Linked DNA regions of Mus musculus: region 2 is linked to region 1. A link is a contact called in public HiChIP or PLAC-seq data. All regions are on one chromosome and are shown on one strand. The core of a region is the stretch at or near the end of the contact, and the rest is flanking DNA. Distances in the headings are between cores, read along the strand shown. Region 1 overlaps Itpr2 (inositol 1,4,5-triphosphate receptor 2). Region 2 has its middle 17 kb from the start of 4930479D17Rik.

Evidence for each region. HiChIP or PLAC-seq counts read pairs in DNA pulled down with a chosen protein or histone mark.
Region 2: a contact with region 1 is called in a CTCF HiChIP or PLAC-seq map of large pre-B cells, with 2.8 times the contacts expected there. The contact joins two enhancer-like sites. A contact is called at or near these places in 1 of 15 datasets of contacts at CTCF or cohesin (large pre-B cells) and 1 of 484 Hi-C or Micro-C datasets (the G1E-ER4 cell line).

What each region holds. Positions count from the first base shown.
Region 1 is chr6:146,395,255-146,401,241 of GRCm38.p6, reverse strand. It overlaps Itpr2 (inositol 1,4,5-triphosphate receptor 2), which reads left to right. Exons shown (of 57, transcript NM_019923.4): 11 at 4,178-4,329. Among named protein-coding and RNA genes, the nearest start is that of Itpr2, 100 kb to the left of the region's middle. Within about 2 kb of position 3,286, at least 35 of the 459 cell types and tissues checked have an H3K27ac peak or open chromatin away from gene starts, as enhancers often do.
Region 2 is chr6:146,671,612-146,677,598 of GRCm38.p6, reverse strand. No RefSeq gene overlaps it. Among named protein-coding and RNA genes, the nearest start is that of 4930479D17Rik, 17 kb to the right of the region's middle. Within about 2 kb of position 2,243, at least 107 of the 459 cell types and tissues checked have an H3K27ac peak or open chromatin away from gene starts, as enhancers often do.

The DNA.
Region 1 (5,987 bases), core at 2,037-4,536:
CACATACATACATATACTCACACAGACACTCACATACCTATACACACCCTGCACCTACATATGAGAACATGCACACACACTGATACTCACACACACTCACATATCCACACACTCATACACACATATACACACTCGCAGTCACCTATAACCATACACATATACTCACACAATACACACATTCATAAACACTCATACACACACACTCATATACATATACTCACACTCATACACACTCACACACTCACATACACACACTCCTGCACCCACACATGGAAACATGCACACACACTCCCATGTACACCCACACATACACAAATTTATGAAACATGCCTGTTTGGTAAGCAACTAGCATGTGCTAATAAGCAACCAGGTGGCGATCTGAGACCCGGGCTCCTGAGCTGGGTGTGTGTCAGAGAGAGCTTCCTGGCGGTGAACTGGCACCTGTTTAAGCTCCCTTGGTTACTTTTCCATTTTTATGATGGCAGGCAAACTGTGACACTTCCACAATTCTCTGCAGGGAGCTACAGTTCCTGTGTCCCCTTTTTTGTCCCCTTAAATATCGAGGGTTTTATAAGCAGAATCCACAAAGCTCATGAGTTTGGACAGAATTTTCTTTATGCTGTAAAGAGGCAGGGTTACCTTTCTATTATCGAAGCTACACTCATTAGTATGTGTATAACTAAAGCTTTCTGGTGACTCTGGCAGCCTTGACAGGCTGGGCTTGACATCCTGACACAAGAATTAGAGAGAAGACTGAGAGGGAAAGCAGAGGGAGGGGACGTTTCAGTGTGGCTACAGTGGGAGGAAGAGCAGGTGAAAGAGGCCAGTGAGCTCGCCTGTCTTCAAGGTCCTGACAGGAGCCTTGGCTCTAAACAGAGGACGACCTAGATGTAACCATGCAGCCCTGGTCAGGGCTCAGTCTGGTCACCACTTCTCAGACCAGGTTCCACAGGAGGTATGAAGAAGTTACTGTTGAGTGCACCACTCCGTTCCCACAAAATGATCGCTTCTGTTGAGAGTGTAGCTGAATGCCCTCATTGGTACTCGCCTCACTGGGGGACTGTGTGTCCTTTGTGGGTTTCTCTCGGGATCCAAGGTGGCTGCAGGCTCAGGACAATGATGTCTCTGTGCCTTTAGTCTCTGAGGGTACCGAGATAGGTAAGGGATACAGACGTTCTTTGAGTGTGTAGTGCCTACGTGCAGGGTCTGAGTGGAAATGAAGAAGACAGAAATGCAAGGTGTTTGGAGAGGCCAGGCTTCCATCCTGTCTTAAGCCAGCCGGTGACTCAAGGGTGGAGTCTCCTTAGAAAAACAGCTTCCAGGTGCCTGCTATGCTCATAATGCATTATACATATTTAATTGCTTAAAAATTCTAAGGGGCAGTCTTGATGCTTACTTCCAAACTGTTTATGAAATGGAGTTTGTTAAATAAACTAGCCAGAGCGTGGGAGAGTCGAAGCAGGAAGCTTCCAACAAGGCTCTTGTAAAAGTCATGTAGGCATGTCGGATGCTCTTCCACATACACAGTTGTGAAATTATTTATGAACAGACATTTTCTATGCATTAGAACTATTTTTGCAAAGGCCAATGGGAAGGATGGAGAAGGAGAACACACTCCATGTGTTCTATGTAGTTACAATAAAGCCACAAGTCTCCAATACTATTAACAATTTGCAGTGGTTTGTTTTAATTAACCCTAATTAGCACATTTTAAAAATACATATTTTGAAAAGAATCATTGCAGTGCAAGTGTCAAAATACAGAGAGGGTCCTGGCTACTCTGGTTGGGTCCCCGAGAGAGACATTACCAAGAAGAGCAGTAGAGTAATCTAGACCTGACATCTTGTCATTCTAGAAAATCCTCTGGTTAGCATTTCAAAAGTGGGGTGAAGAGAGGATTGAACCCCAGTATGAACTTACAGAGGACTGAAGTACAGGCTACACTGTCAAATAGCCCTAAATAGCTGCATCCGTTTAGCACATTTTCCCCCAAAGAGTATGGGCATCAAAAGCTGGGTTATACTAAGTGGAGGAGAGCTCAGTCAGCAAACTGTGACACAATGCATTCCTTTTAGTGATACAGTACTTTTCCAAGAACACTGCAACTTCTTTTCTACACCAGACTGTTGCAATCTGGCTCTCCTTTTGTGTAACTCAGAAAAGCTGGTCTCCCTGAGCTCAGTAGTATTTTGATTATAGCATCTCCTGTCTACATAAGCCCCTTATGGCCTACTGTCCTTTGAATGTCCTGCCTGTGTTGGAAACTTGATCGTCAATGTCACAGTGGGGTGGGGCTCTCTGGGAGAAGTGGGCATGAGGAGTCAGTGATGGAGAGACCTCACTCCCGGATTCCTGGGCTAGTGTGTTAGCGTGGCTTGTTGCAGAACCAGGCTGGGGCTTGGTGGTTCTGGCTCATGGGGTGGTAGTCTCCATGTCACAATGTAGCACCAAGGCCCTCAGAGCTGACACCTCCGTGTGCTTAGCCCCCTGCTTCCAGAATCGAGACCTAAGAAATTACCAGGTCTGTGGGGCTCGGTTGCAACAGCAGCAAGTGGACTGAGATATTGCTGGATCTCACTGCCTAGTGTCCAGGAAGATCGTTTAGGAGCTGGCTTTTCAGCTCTGTGCTCTTACATTCTTGGTCACCTCCTCTAAAGGAACAGTGCTCGACGTATCTGTGATTCTCTTGGTGTCAATAGACTTGTAGAATCCACAAGCTCTGCTAACAGCTTGTTGCCCCAGCTTGAGTATGCTCGATTCTCTGAAAGTTTTTATGTCCCTAAGGATGTAACTGAAAACAAACTTCCTATCCCTGCCCCACACTCCTTTCCCTTGAGACAGGGTTTCTCTGTAAAACTCTTCTGTTCTGGAATTCATTTTGGAGGAGAGGCTACCAGGTTGGCCTAGAACTCACAGAGATCCCCCTGCTTCTGCGTCTCAAGTATTGGGACCCCCCCCCCCCACTCTGACTTAGTCTCCTTCTGCCACCTTCTTCACCATAATCAGTGCTGTCTTTAACATCAGAGCTTATGGCAGCCTCTGTCTTTGAGAGGGAACTCCAGTTGGGAGCGGCTGCTCATGGTCTTAACTCCAGATTTGGCAGGCTGAAGCAGGAAGGCTGCTGTGAGTCTGAGGCCAGCCTGGGCTGCTTAGGGAGACCCTGTCTAAAAAGAAGGAAGGAAGGAGAAAGGGAGGGAAGTGTTTTATGTTGCACAAGTTCTTCCTTTGGTTCTTTACAAGAGGGTCACGTGCCCCTCCATCCCCTGCCCCCCCCCCCAACCTTCCTGCCTCTGTTACTGGCAGTCAGTGCTGTGGTTTCACAGTCTGGAGCCTCCAGAGAAAGCTGCTGCTCTGCCATTCACAGTTGACTGAAACTGCACGTTCTTTTTGTGGGCCAATGAATCTACATCCTTTAACTCACTTTCTTCCTCCCTTCCTCCTTTCCTTCCTTCCTATTGTCTGTAGTTTGTCCATCCGTCCGTCTGTCTGTCTGCCTTTGGCTTTTCCATGAATGGCTTTTTGACTAGTCTTCAGCCAGCCTGGGGTGCAGGTCTCTTTGTGAGGTGGGGATTGCATTTGTGCACTTGAACGTGACCCTGCATCTTTCTCACATCATCATGCCCACAGGAAGAATCCCCAGGCCATGTGTTTTCACAATACTTTACATCCCACCCACAGGATACAAGGGTTCCCTTGCTCTGACCTTTGGCCATTTATCTCTGGACTTAGGTCATCATGTCCCTAGCCTGGGAGGCTGTCTGCTTTGCTGTGGTTTTGATTTACCTCCCCCCCCCCACACACACATAACTGAGCATGTTTTCCTATAGTCACTGGTCATTTGTATGTCTTCTTGAGTCCGTGGCATTTAGAGAGTTCTGGTGACTTAAATGTGGAGGATCAAATCCTTATGTTGTAAATTGGTATACAGCCACCAGAGAAGGAGCCATAACTGCTGTGCCCAAGGGCATGCTCAGATTAGACTACCCCTCCCGGGAACATAGGCTGTACAACTGCCCATAATCATTACAAAGGCTGTGAGCCCTGGTCTTCTGAAGGGTGATTCAGGATAGACACTCCTGTAACCCAGTGAAGGAACGGTGAGCAAGCTCACACCTTATGTCCCTATTAGCTGGAGCAGTTAACACTAAATGTGAATAACCTTGGACCTCTTCCACAGAAAGACGGGGAGATTCCAACACCAAAGAAAAAACGCCAGGCAGGGGAGAAGATCATGTACACCCTGGTTTCAGTCCCACACGGAAATGACATCGCGTCCCTTTTTGAACTTGATGCCACAACTCTGCAGAGAGCCGACTGCCTGGTTCCGAGGTAAAAAGAAATACAAAATAAAAAAATAAATAAACAAATGAGTAAAAAGTTAGGCTGAGCAGATGTTTCTTTGAATAGTTTCCCCAACAAGTAAGGAATGAAAAGTGTAATATTGATACAAGTTTCACAGTAGAAGAGACCATGAGTGAAGGAAATGCTCGAAAAATGTTCTGAGTCTAAGGTGAACATGCTAACGTAGCTTATTTTATTCATATAAATAATTAAAATGAAAGGAGTTCTGAAAAATTTATTAGAATCATTTATTCACTTGAACCGCCTTTGGTCACAGTAATGAAAGGTAATCTAATAGCATTTAAAAATCTAAATTTTGTTTCCTTCGGTGTCAGATTCCCACTTGGCTCATTTCCTTGTTCATCTTGTTAGTGGCCCAGCTAGGAAGTTTCTGTTGGCTGTCAGTTTCAAGGCAGGCCTGGCCCTGGGCATCGAAAGGAGAAACAGAGTCATGGGACCAATAAACCTGTGAGCTGAAGTTGGTTTCGATTGTGGGTCACAACCAGTGCCCTAAGCCAGGTCTGGTCTCATGTGCTCAGTAAGCCAATTAAAAGAGCCAAATCAGAAGTGAAAAGCAGAAATGGAGATTTAGTTAGTACACTGGGAAGCAGAGAGGCAAGCGTCTCTTCAGAGTTCCATCTCCATGAGGCCTATAAAAAGATAATGAAGTGCTTCAAAGAAAAACCTCTGGGGGTGAGGTTAGGCCAGAGGGTGCAGAAATGGCCTCTCTGAGGAAAGACTGCATGGGCTGAGCGGTTCCCTTCGGAGAGGAACATTCTAGGCAGCAGAAGTAGGAGGGGGAATCAGCTTGAAAAATTCTAGGAGGCCAGTGTAGAGCGACCTAAGCAAGAGGAAGGGGCATGGGATGAGCCAGCCAGTGTTCGTGTAGAGAGGTTATTGGGTTCTTTAGCACGAGTGTGAATATTTTTGTTAAACTTTTTTTTCCCTAGACACAGTGTATCTTGTCCATGTTGTTACACATGTGGGATGGTTCTAATTTGGCTGTGATGACACAGCGTTGAAGTTGGGCCTGCCAAATGGCCGTGGTTAGCTGGAGGGACCACACAAAAATGCAGACACATATCTTTAGTATCACAGAGGTTCCATGATTACCTTGTTTGTGAGGGGAACTGCTGACTGGTGACCTGGTGTGAGCCCATCTCTCCTACACACTTGCTTAGCAGTGTAGCCTGTGAAGACACGCCCTCTGCTGCTTTGGCCAAGTGTCTGCCTTCTTGTATGGGGATCTTAATCATTACTCTGACTTAAGTCATTCTAGATCCAAGTCAGCAAAAATGGGATCTATCTTGAATTCAGCGCAGGAGAATTTGTTTAAGGAAGTGGCAAGCACCCATGGTCAGGTGCATAGACCCACCACAAGGTTATGAAGTCTTGCTGTGCCCGTGTGTTAGCTACTGCTGTTCAGAGTGCTTGAAGTCCTTTTCTGTGTTGAGAAGAATTTGTGTTAACATGGATTCAGCTGTCATTCACTGAGCTATAGCTAACAAAAACTCTTAACACTAACCACTCTTACATCCTCATCTGAAATCCTCTGATATTTTCTTTGTGCCCGCCAAGCCTCATGTCAAGTTCTTCATATCTGTTACCTGGCTTCATCGTGGGTAATGCTCATAGGTCATAGGTCA
Region 2 (5,987 bases), core at 994-3,493, 280 kb before region 1:
TCATTCACCTTTTCCCAATATGGCCTACCTCAGCTTGCTTATATCCACAGAGACCCTACCTCAAAATGCCATAATCATAAGTTTTGTGTAGGCATGAGGGTTGGGGGACAGCTCAACCCACAATAATGATGCTCAGCAGGAACTCTTTATTAGTGGAAAGAAATACACTCTAGTAACTTGGTGCCATCTTGATACTAAAGAGAAAGGCAAAGAAGGGCTCTCCTGGGTCACAGGAGTGACACACAGACTTAAGGAGTCGTGATAGTTCCTTCCATGGTTCAAGAGCTAAGTTAAATCTTTTAAGTCACTGGGCCCTCCTGCAGGAGATGGAGGGAGTAGCTGATGCACAGCTTAACAAAACTGTATGAGCACTCAGCATCCCAGGGCAGCACTGGCCCTCAGGCCGACCCGAGGTGGAAAGCAGGATTACCCCGTCCCCTCCCCGATGCTCAATGCTCGTAGAAGTACTAGACACAGAATCTAGAGTGTCATGTGCTTCACTCACCAACCCAACAAACGTTTATCTATCACCTCCGGTGGGCAGCCGCCAACGTGTTAGTGTTAGAAACTAAAAGCTGCACCAAGGAGGCTGCTGCTCGCTGTAGCTGCACCAAGGAGGCTGCTGCTCACTCTTGAGAATTTCAGTCTCATTCAAACAAGGTGAGATTCTGGGGATGATGCTGGGGTGTAGCTGCTGTTAGTAATAAAGGAATGAACTTTTCTAAATCAATGCTTCAGAACTATCTATACACTTTAGAACTATAGCAATGTGATGACCTGTGACCTTTCCAAACCGACTGATTCCTTCAGCTGGTGAGAAATATCCCAGAACATCATACATGCTGCTGCTCAGTGGTCCACCCCCAGATGTCCCAATTTTGCTTCAATGCCCCTCTCCTCAGCCTCCACGTAAGACCACATGCCAGTATATAACATGCATTCTCTGAAAAGTGGCTGGAAAACTCACGTGCTCAACTCACGGAAGCGATCGTTGTAGCTCCAGCCAGCCACCTCCATGAGCTCTTGGACCTGTGTGCTTGCTTCTGATAGTTTCCCTCCTTTTTAAGCCTTCTGATTGTCCTTGTAAAACTACATATACATCCTCTACTCTTGGGGTAAGCTTCCTTTCCTTTGGGGCGAGCTTCCTCTCCTCTTGGGGCGAGCTTCCTCTCCTCTGGTTCTTTCTGCTCTCTAGCGGAAGTCAAAGTCATTCACTGTTCAGTTTCATCAACCTCCAAATGAAAGTTTGCCGGCTGAATGCATCCACCAAGAACGTATACAGGTAAGTCTAAAACACAGTACCACGAGGGGCTCCCTCTCTGTGTGTGTATTTGTGCGTGCTCATGTATATGTAGGTGCGTGGGGGTACATGTGCACGTGTGTGTTCATGTGTGTAGATGTCAGAGATTGGTCTCAGGTGTCATTCTTCAGTGGCCTCGCATCTTGTTTTTTGAGAGAAGGTGACTCATTTGATCGGGACCAACAAGTTTGGTTAAGCTGAGTAGGCATCGAGCCCAGGATCTTATAAGGAGGTGACAAGTGTGCACAGCCATGGCAGCTGGGGTTTTGAGACAAGGTGTCTTCTCTGTGTAGCTTTGTGACTGCTGGGGACTGAATCAGGTCCTCAAGCTTGCATGGCAAGGACTTCACCCACCGAGCCGTCCCCTCAGTCCCTCTGCATTAAAGAGCACCTTGAGTCTTTGGAGAGGTGAGCACAAGACTGGAAAACCACCATTCGCTTCCAGAACGAAGACACACAAACTGTTTGACCCTTTCTGCTGGTACCCATAACTAGGTTCGGGAGCTATATTGAGAGATAGCATTTTTCTATGAAAACTGTCTGGCCAACCCTGAGCTCTTAGATCAAAGAATGTACTAGAGTCTACTCCATACCTAGCATCTGCATAAGCTTTTGGACATAGATTGCTTCTGATATCCCCTCTTTGCCTTTTAAAATATATGTTGTGAATGGCCTTGTGAATACATGCCAGGGTCTTCCAAGTGCAGAAGGGACAGACCAGTTATGATGATGTACATGAACATAGACGTGCTGGGATTCTAACTGTGTGATACCAAACAGACTAACTAACTACCAGGGCTGTTGGTGAAGTCAGAGCCTAAAACAATTAGGCAGAGCTAAACCAGACCAGCATAACAGACTTCTGAACTGGCACACAGCATAGACGGTGGTTCTCTTTATGTCCAAATATAGATATTGACTCACACAGTCTGGGTTACCATCTGAGGGCAAAATGACATCATCCAAGCAGGCAGAATGACATCATTCTGCCAATGTTTCTTGTCTGTCTGGCTTGGGGAACCAGGCGCTTTCAGTTCCTATTTCTCAGGATTTCCATTAGTTCCTCTGAAACACTCTCCTCCCTGAGAGAGGCTACATCAGCTTCTGCCTATCTTTAAATTTCCTTCATGTTGCAAATATTTTTCCATGTCTGACATGGTCACTGGTTCCCACCCTGTCTGTTCTGCAATTGATCTCAAAGGATGCACTAAGAGTGGTCCCGTGGAAACAGCCCAGTAGGTTTCTGTTTTGTTTTTCCTGGAACTATGTATAGTTGTTGAGCTGTTGACAGGCTCCCTTCCCCACATCTTCCCATGCTTGGCTCACAGTCCTTGAATTCTGTAAGTCTCTTCTTAGGAGCCTTCTCCTCTGTTTTCCTCTAGAAGTCGTCTTCAGTGTTATGTGTAGCTGCATCTCTACCCTCTGCTCTACCCACAAGCCCAGCTGGGCAGCACATCCCTGTTTGCCCACATTTTGCTCACCGTGCCTGTTCCGAGTATGAAGAATTGGCCCCCCGGGTTATGGCATTGTTTAGGCTGTGGAACCTTTAGGGGATAAAGCTGGAGAAAGTGGGTCATGGTAGGCAAGTCTCAAGGTTCTATCATCTGGCCTCACTCTCTCTGCTTCCTGTTCCTCCAGGTTGTGAGGCACCAGTCCCAGCTGCATATGCGTGCCACCAAGCACCTCTTGCCCTCAAAACCCTCCCTTAGGAGAGACTGCACTCTCAAACTGGAAGCCAAAACAACCCCCCCCCCCCGCCTCCCTTAGCTCACCGTTGCCAGGCAGTTTGCCACAGTGTAGCAATGAGCCAGTAGCTAAAACACTAGCCTTCAAGCCAACCTGTTCAGGTCTCCGCCCCACCCGTGGGCCCTCTATTTTCTTGGTTGTTTTCAGGAAAACACGCACGGTATACTGCAAGTCTGTTGAAGGCTTCATTACTTGTTCTTAGCAAGTCCTTCCTACTCCTCTCCCACCAAGGTGCCTTGCTGCCCTTGCTCGTGCCTCTTTATCACTCAGCTCTGCCTTCTACAAAAAATCCTATAAATCAGCTAGGCGTGGTGGCGCACGCCTTTAATCCCAGCACTTGGGAGGCAGAGGCAGGCGGATTTCTGAGTTCGAGGCCAGCCTGGTCTACAAAGTGAGTTCCAGGACAGCCAGGACTACACAGAGAAACCCTGTCTCGAAAAACTCAAAAAAAAAAAAAAAAGAATCCTATAAATTCTTCAGGATACAACTCAAGCACTCTGCTGCGGTGTTGTCTTTCTCTGCACTCTCCTGCTGGCCTGGGATACTGGGAAGCCGAGGCTTCCTCACTGTTTCCATACTTTTATTTTCTAGTTGACAAATGTAACAATTTGTTAATTTGTTACACGTGTAACAGTTCTTGTATTGTAGCACTCTGAGCCTTGCACCTGGCTCCCTAGTACCTTGTACCAAAGCCCCACCAGCACCACCTTACACAGTGACTTCTGGAGAGCTGTGACTTCACTGTCTGTCTGTTCCCATCCCTGCCACGGACCCACAACTTTGCAGGTCACTTTGCCCTCAATAAATGGTTTTCCCACTGAATCAAACTTACTTTTCAAAGATAATTGGTTGTTCTGCTGCCTAAAGTGCATGTGTATGTGTGTTTGAGAGACAGAGGGGAAGGCCTTTATCACAGATCACTGTATCTTGGGTCATTTTTAGATTTTTATGAAAAAAAACTGTCTTCCATCTGTTTACATCATTAAAGTGGAGACGGAAGGTGGCTCCTGCTTTCTTATCCCCAGGGCCCCCAAGGGCAGGTAGCATCACTGCCTGATCATCTAGTCAGTGTCTAACTTCGCTCTGGACAAAAGGCTCACTGAATTAAGTTGTATCAATTCTTCTACAACAGGAGGGTGTCATTTAGTAAATTTCTTCTTCTAGATTAAACAGAGCTTAGAAATATGTTACAATGAATGCCTGTAAGCTTTAATTTTGTTCAGCAAAATAAATGGTTACTTGAAAATATGGATAGCTCACCTCAAACCTGATGGAGCTGGTCTGCCGATGGCAGCTGGAAGGGCACAGCTTTTGGTCTGTCACCTGCCAGGGAAGGCCACCTTCAATAGTGGATGACACCCTCCTCTGACCAACACATTCATGCCACGGCACATGCACATTTGTACTCTCTCTCTCTCTCTCTCTCTCTTTCTCTCTCTCACACACACACACACATAGTTACTCACAAAATCAATTAAGTACAGGTTTTTTTTAAAGAAGTAAATACAAGAAGCTCCAATCAAATCCAAAACACCAAACATAAACACACACACAAAAGAGAAAAAAGTCATTTTTTTATAACTTTTGATTTTATTTCCATGTGTGTGTGAATGTAAATCACATGTGTGCGGGTGCAGAGGAAGGTGTCAGACCCCCTAAAGCTGAAGTTACAGGTGGTTGTGAGCCACCTCACCTAACTTGGGTACTGGGAACCAAATTTGACATATAAGCAGGCAAAACATCCATACACATAAAATAAAAATAAACAAATGTTCTTTAAAAAAAAAAATGACCAAAACCTGTCCCTGCCAAGGTGTTCTGTAGGCCATTGGCTGCCTTTTGTGTCTGGCAGCCACCCTTGTTTCTATCTCCCTGGGTCACATGATCCCTGGAGGGAAGCTGGGCACTGTGTGTGTGTGTGTGTGTGTGTGTGTGTGTGTGTGTGTGTGTGTGTTAGAGAGAGAGAGAGAGAGAGAGAGAGAGAGAGAGAGAGAGAGAGAGAGAGAGAGAGAGAGAGAGAAAGAGAGAAATAACTGGATAGAGTGGTTACCAGGTTCCTGGCTCACTAGTACAAGCAACTTGGAACTGGGCTTGTCACACCAACGTAGAGAAATCAGAGTGTGCACACTATGCTAACAGTTTTAAGCAGCATTGAGAACCGGGTCCCCAAACTGGACCAGTTAGCTGTAAGCAACCATGCTGACATCCCCACAGGAGTGCCTCAGGAGGCTGAGAGGGGCCTTTGTTCTTCTCCAGAAAGTCTAATCCTTCTGGTGACAGATGCTCTTGGGTGACCTCAGTGGACTTTTGAAGCACCTGTCTTCCTGCTGGTGGGTCTCTCACAGTAACCGTGGCCGGATCTCCTAGACCTTAACTGCCTATTTTGAGGTAGCCTGTAGGACGGGCTGCTATTGAATCCACCAACTTTGATTGAATTTTGAATTGTCTTGAATTCTTAGGATTCATTACAAAGCAGACTTTGGGCAAACATCTAAGAGAGTGTACCACTGTCAGTTTGAAATCTCCTGTCACCAAATGAATAATGAACTATATCTAATCTCACAGGAAAATGATGAAAGAAAATATCACACTCTGTAGAATAATTGTGTTTTGGAAAAGTACACTTTAAACTCCCAGCAGATCTGAGTAGAGGGTGTTCCCAACCGCCTCACATGGGGTTTTCTATTTTGAGTCTAACAAAAAAAATGCCCGGCATTCTGTTTCTGTCTGTGGAGACGGTCTAGGCTGTTTCCCCAATGCCTGTCAATTTATCTGCTTGAAACTCTCATGTGCGCAGCCAAGAATGCAATCACTGATTCTCAGATGATCCAGAGATGGTCAAGAATGGGGGGCCCAGATGCAACGCTGGCTCAGTCACTTCCACCTGGGAAACCCTGGGCAAGCAACCCCAGCGGACGGACGGACAGACAGACGGATAACC